2 separate regions of the Gossypium hirsutum genome follow, and region 2 is linked to region 1. The links are chromatin contacts, called in public Hi-C maps. All regions are on one chromosome and are shown on one strand. The core of a region is the stretch at or near the end of the contact, and the rest is flanking DNA. Distances in the headings are between cores, read along the strand shown. Region 1 has its middle 41 kb from the start of LOC121210458. Region 2 holds the start of LOC107923977.

Region 1 (3,202 bases), core at 246-2,745:
ATGATAATAATACAACAAACTATTTTTAAAGTTTAAAGCTGCGTTAACTACCTTGATTGGATGGGTGGAAAATTACCATTAGCATCTGTACAAGAAAAAGAAATTCCTTCAGTGAGGTGAATTTACATTTATTCATGACAGTTGGCGTAACAAAGCATAATGCCTTGCCCTAGGTGTTTAAAACCAACAAGTTAACTAATTGTAAAACTCCCGTGGCCGTGGGTAATCTGAAAGAACAAACTAGAAATGAAATAATTGCATGTAGTTTGCAATTTTCTCAGGCATAAATGTTCCCAAAAATCGACCTGAATGATTATTGGACACGGAGCATGCTGAGCAAAATGAAGATGCTTGTAATTGTTGATGACAGTGAAAACAATCCATCTTTTAGAAAACGCAATGAACGCCACATCACTTTATACAGTAGCACAACAATCATGACTTTCAGCTAAACTTTCCGTTTGATCAACCCCACTCCTATAGAGTGAATCCTACCCCCCCCCCAACAACAAAAAGCCTTTTTATTTTATAAACACAAAATCAAACAAAAATGCTAATGAGAGCAAATCTGCTCCGTATGGACAATAAAATTCTACAACAAAATTATTCCATTTTCACTTACCTATAAATTAAACAAAAAATGTTAAAAGAAATCACCTCTTCCCGGGATAAATACCAGACCAGCCCCTGAGCTGAAATTCACCCCGGGGTTGTATCTCTGCACCAACCCCGACAAATCCGATGACAGATTCACCTGAGTCAAGACATAACTCAAATTCTCCCCCGGTCGGAGCGGATATGTAATAAACAGCCCGTAATCCTTCGAAATAGTAGCGTCACCGCACGAACAATTAACCACCACCCTAACCGTCCCAGTATCCGGTATATTCGTCGGCGGATAGGTATTGAACGGCAGCAACCAATTAACCGTTGTCAAGTTCGAGTAGTATTCTGTGGCGATCTTGTAGTAAGTGTCGTTGGACCTAACTCTGTAGCTGAACTCGTGGGCGGGTAATGAGCCGTTGATGCAATCGCAAGGGAAAGGAACATTGAGTCTAGTACCACTTTCGACGCTGTCTTTGTTGGCAACTTGTTTGTTGTAACTAAGGATTGAGTCGAAATTTAACGTGGAGGAAGGAGCAAGGGTCGAATTAAAAAGCTCGGATACGAAGGTCAAGTTTGATTCTGGCGGAACGTAGTAGGATGCTAAGGCCGTGCAGCTTCTGGTGCATCTTGATTCTACTGAAATGGAGAAAGTTCAGATAAAAAGCAACGGAATTGGGAATAATTTAAGTAGCATTTTGGATTGTGAAATCCCTACGTTGGGATTTTGGGGGTTTTGATAGTCCAAGTCAAGGAAGAGGTTGGATGATATTTCAGAGCTGAGACCGTTGAGCTTAGTCGTTGGAAAAGAAACAGTAGTAGAACAAAAGTATGATGAGGTGGCAAATCATTATTGGGAGTCATTTTGACTCTTTTTCTTTTCATTGTATTGATTGTCGTATTGCGTACGGTTGTGTGTCGTACCAAGCGGTTCACATAACGATATAATCACTAGATATATTATAGACATGATAAAATGAATTTTAAGAAAATATAAATACTATTTCTCAAATAAATACTATGCAAATACAATTCTAGATTTTGGCTAATTTACATATATATGTGGCTTTTTTACACCAATATTATAAAATAAAAAATTAAATTCAAAAATAAGATATTTAAGGGGTAGAGGGTGGTGCATAGGCGGCACCATCTTATTTTTTTTGGCACGGTTTCATGTAAAAAAATTAATATTTTAATGGGCCACATCATTATGATTGGTAGCATCCAAAATATATAGGTATATACTAAATTTGGTTATAAAATATTGGTATAGGTCAGGAAGAGGCAATGCCAGGCAGGTAGGCGGCACCAGTCACACCTCCCTGACAGGCAACACTGGTGCCATGCTTCAATCTCGTCCGTCAGCATTGTCTAGTCACATCCTCGAGCCTCGAGAAGAAAGAGAAGAAAGATGGAGAGTGATTTGGGTGACCTTATAACCATGACCCCTCTTGTACAGAAGAAGAGAAACGATAAAAGAAAAAAAAGAAAAAGAAAACAACAGCAGTGAAAAAGAAGAGAAGGAGAAGAAAAAAAAGAACCACAATTTATTTTTGTTTATTTTTTTTAAATAGAAAGGATTATTATGAGGAATTGTTATAAATTATTTTGTTAGTATTGTTTAGTTTTTTTATTGTGATTTTTATGTTGTTTTTGATTTATTTTAAAGTTATTTTGTTAGTAACTATTATACATTGTTTGTTTAGTTTAGTGTTTATTGTGATTTGTTAGGTTATGAATGTAATTTTTTATTTTTTAAATTTATTTTAAAGTTATTTTGTTAGTAATTTATGATTAAGTTAATTATTTGTTTAGTTTAATGTTTATTGTGATTCGTTATGAATGTAGTTGTTTATTTATTTATTTATTTGACAATTATTTTTGATTTATTGAGATGTTGATTAATTTTGTTTTTATATATTTTTACAGGTTGTTTGGAAGAAACTAAATAGGTATGTTTCTGTTTTACTTTTGAATTCGTATGTTTTATTTGTTTAGATAATTTCGGTTTGTTTTAATTATATTATTACTGTAGACTAACATAAATTTTTGTTATGTAGGTAAAATATGAAATTTTTATAGATTTTTTATTGTATTTATATTATTATTGTACTATATTTATCGTATTATTTATTATATAATATTAATGTGTTTTGATAATTATTTAAAATGAACCCTTTAGAAATTAATTCTTGAAATCTTTTATTCTCCTATTATTGAGATAAAAAGGCTCAAATCCAAATTATTTACCTATTGTAATGTGTTTTTTGCAACAAACTAATTGAATTCATTTTTTTAAAAAATTGCAAATTACTAAATGGGTTCTTTGATTAATAATGACGATCACATATCAAAAACTATTAATAAGATGGTAATAAAATTGTTATTTGTTACTTATGTAATTTACGGAATTAAATTAGGTTATATTAACTATTTTGGAAATTTAATAGTGTCAGTGCCCATACCGCGAACTGAGGGGTCGTGTGAATAGTGTAGGCTATCTGCCGGATGAAAGTCTCATGCTATACTTGGAGTTAATCGGATTCAAATCAGCAGCATTAATCCAGATGTTTGATTGACAATACGACTTAATATC
Region 2 (3,202 bases), core at 241-2,740, 180 kb before region 1:
TCGAAATAAATCATAGGGCCAAATAAAAAATAACGAAAGTTTTAATTACAAAGCTATAAAAAGCAGAAGGGCTAAATGCGCAATTAGCCCTTCCAATTAAAAACGCGCGGATCCTAGGTTGGAGCAGGTCGGGTCAAACGGGTCAGACAGGTCAAGGGCAAAGCGAAAAACTAGTATCCATTCAAGATAAAATAATATATAAAACTGTTTAGAAGTAATATACAAAATAATATAATTCTAAAATGCTATACATGAAATGAAAAACTTATTATAAATATATATATAGAATAATAGCAGTAATAATATTGCAAAAATAATTAATATGATAATAAGACAAATATAGTAAGTAAAAAAAAGAAAGTATTATAATAATAATAATAATAATAATAATAATAATAATAATGACAAAGATATAAAGAAATAATAATAAAAATAATGGTAACCATAAAAGTAAATATAATTATAGTATAAAAAATAATAATAATAGTGGAAATAATATTAATAAAAAGAATATAAAAAATGAATGTAATAGTAATATATAATAATTATGAAATAGTACTAATAATAAAAAATTAGAAGATAATAAAATAATAATAATTAATTAATTTAAAAAATAAAATAGAAAAAAATAACGAAAAAAAGATTAAATTGAACTTAAAATAGAGTTTTAGGGCTAATCCGAAATAAAAATAAGGTTAAAGGACCAATTTGCATGCACGAATAACAAGGAGGGACCAAAAGGGTAATAATCCCTTCTCCTCCAAAACGCACAGCATTAGAGAGGACCAAAATGCAATTGAAATAAATCATAGGGCCAAATTAAAAATAACGAAAGTTTTAATTACAAAGCTATAAAAAGCGGAAGGGCTAAATGCGCAATTAGCCCTTCCAATTAAAAACACGCAGATCCTAGGTTGGAGCGGGTCGCGTCAGACGGGTCAAGGGCAAAGCGACATTGTTTTAGGCATTTGAGGCCAGTCCAAAACAACGTCGTTTTGGGGGGCCTAAATAAGGCCAAAATCTTTAAAAAAAAACACTTGCAACCTTCTTTCAAAAAAAAAAACTCCCTTCCCCCCTTTATTCTCTCTGCAAGCCTAAAGGTTCAGCCAGGCTCCGTTCACCGACCACCGCCGCAACTGTACCCGTAGGCTAAATAAATTAACTATTATCATTTGTGTCAATATTCAAATTTTAAAATTCAAAAAGTATAAGAACTTGGAATGATTTCAATTGGAGAATATAGACTAAATCTACAACTGTACGCATAGTACAAGACTAATAATTAAAGTTAACCAAATGGAATTAACTATTACCATTTGATTTAGGATTAAAATTCAAAATTTTAAAAGTATAGAGACTAAAATTGATGAAATTAAAGTATACAGACTAAATTTATAGTTTTATAAAGTAGAAGGACTAATAACAGAATTTACCTAAAGTAATTTGCTAATTGTAATTGTTTTAAATTTTGGTTTGCTAAAGTTGGTACGCGGCCCAAAGTTTGACATTGTCGACAATAGATTTTTTGTTCCAATAACAGTTTCCTACTTCCTTCCCCTTCCCCTTCGCATTCCCACTCCTACACACTCATGTCGATGAAAGATTGACGAACCCACCCGCAAATTTTCGACTGTCGAAGAACCGTTAAATAAAAACAAAATGCATGGTTAGAATTTGACATTTTGCCGACTACTGCATCCAATTGCTTCAGTCTCGATTTGGTTTCCAGTTAGACTCTGAGATAGAAGAGATGGCAGTGAACCAGACGGCGGCGTTGAAGGTGGGGTTGTGTCTATTGGGACTCTGTTTATTCGGCTACATAGTGGGTCCTCCTCTGTATTGGCATTTCATGGAAGGATTAGTAGCCGTCAGCCACACTTCCAACACTTGCCCACCTTGCCTTTGCGATTGCTCTTCTCAGCCTCTTCTCACAATCCCTGAAGGTATTCCCAGATCTGGCTCGATCTCATCTCCTCCTTTCTTGTTTCCATTTCATATATATTGGATTTGATCAGTTTCACAAACCTCAAAATCATGTTGTAGTAGTAAACTGTAATTTGAAATGAGTGCTTTATGCGCTTCCTGCCCAATTTATTTACACTTGGAGAGTGGAGATCCTATGATTTCCCCTCTTTTTTTTGTTCATCGAATTTTCAATTAGTTACTGCCTAATTTTAATTTACAATAGATGAGTTTTGGAATATTATGATAACCCATTATTCTTTTGTTAATTCTAGGAAGCTTTTATTCTTCGTGCGAATTTTTTCCAAGGCATAATATTTTCACTTAGAATTTTTATCAATGTTGTTTCTGTTGTCAATTAATAGAACTCCATATCCTTGGCTATGGGGTTTTACTTGGTAGTTATGAAGCTAATTATTGAAAGTTGAAACTCATGCCTGTTTTATGAATGCTGTTGTTAGCCTTTCTTTCTATTATGTTAATTTGTTGCTTTGTATTAGCATTCTCTATGCTACTTGCCCTGCAAAGTTCCAAGTTTCCATTTTTATTAAAGATGGCAATCGGGTATTTGGAAATGTTAATTATTTGCTCTTTGGCAATTTTGCCCAGCAAAATTAAGCTAATTTTATGGTTCTATCTTTAATTTATGCAGGACAGAGCAATGCTTCCTTTACAGGTCAGTTTCCTGTTTCTTTGTCATGGATGGATGTGTTTATTGGAATATGGGACTAACTTAATACAAAGAAATTTTACATTTGTTTTTCTATGCCTTTTAGATCACCTCTAATTTTAGCATGACCGACCCTCTCTGTTGAGTTTTTTTCACCATTGTTGCTGCTATCGCTTTCATTTAGGTGTCAACTTTATTTTAACAGATGTTATGCCTTATATGATGCAATATGAGAAATATATTTAATAGTTTTTCTTATCCTTCTGTTTTTGTGCCGTTATACTCTCTAATCACGTGATTTCCCTAAGCCACCCCTGTCAATAATGATTGATAGCTGATGTAACAATATTTGATTGCTAATCACATGATTTTCACTTTTGTTTTCTCTTCAATAATGATTGATTGCTAATGTAACAATTTTTTTTTTACCTAGACGCTGTCTAACAATTGCATAACCGAGCCATGTTTTTAAGATTGATTGCAAATGACTGATATTGTGAAATAACACTTACATAAGATAAAGTAGTAACTCTGGCTTTGGTATGCAGGATGAACTGCTTTGGTTGGGAT

What was found. A called contact is a pair of places that touch in the nucleus more often than the background predicts.
Region 2: a contact with region 1 is called in a Hi-C map of leaf, with 3 times the contacts expected there. The contact joins the promoter of LOC107923977 here to the enhancer-like site in region 1. A contact is called at or near these places in 9 of 34 Hi-C or Micro-C datasets (anther, callus, hypocotyl and 1 more).

Annotation. Positions count from the first base shown.
Region 1 is chrA11:19,923,299-19,926,500 of Gossypium_hirsutum_v2.1, reverse strand. It overlaps the pseudogene LOC121209795. Among protein-coding and RNA genes, the nearest start is that of LOC121210458, 41 kb to the right of the region's middle. Within about 2 kb of position 1,495, at least 4 of the 9 cell types and tissues checked have an H3K27ac peak or open chromatin away from gene starts, as enhancers often do. A contact at or near this core is called in leaf, where this site is marked.
Region 2 is chrA11:20,106,499-20,109,700 of Gossypium_hirsutum_v2.1, reverse strand. It overlaps LOC107923977, which reads left to right and starts at 1,490. Exons shown (of 3, transcript XM_016854203.2): 1 at 1,490-1,943; 2 at 2,615-2,638. The coding sequence starts at 1,751. LOC107923976 (fatty acid hydroperoxide lyase, chloroplastic) reads right to left here. Exons shown (of 4, transcript XR_005904912.1): 4 at 2,788-2,829.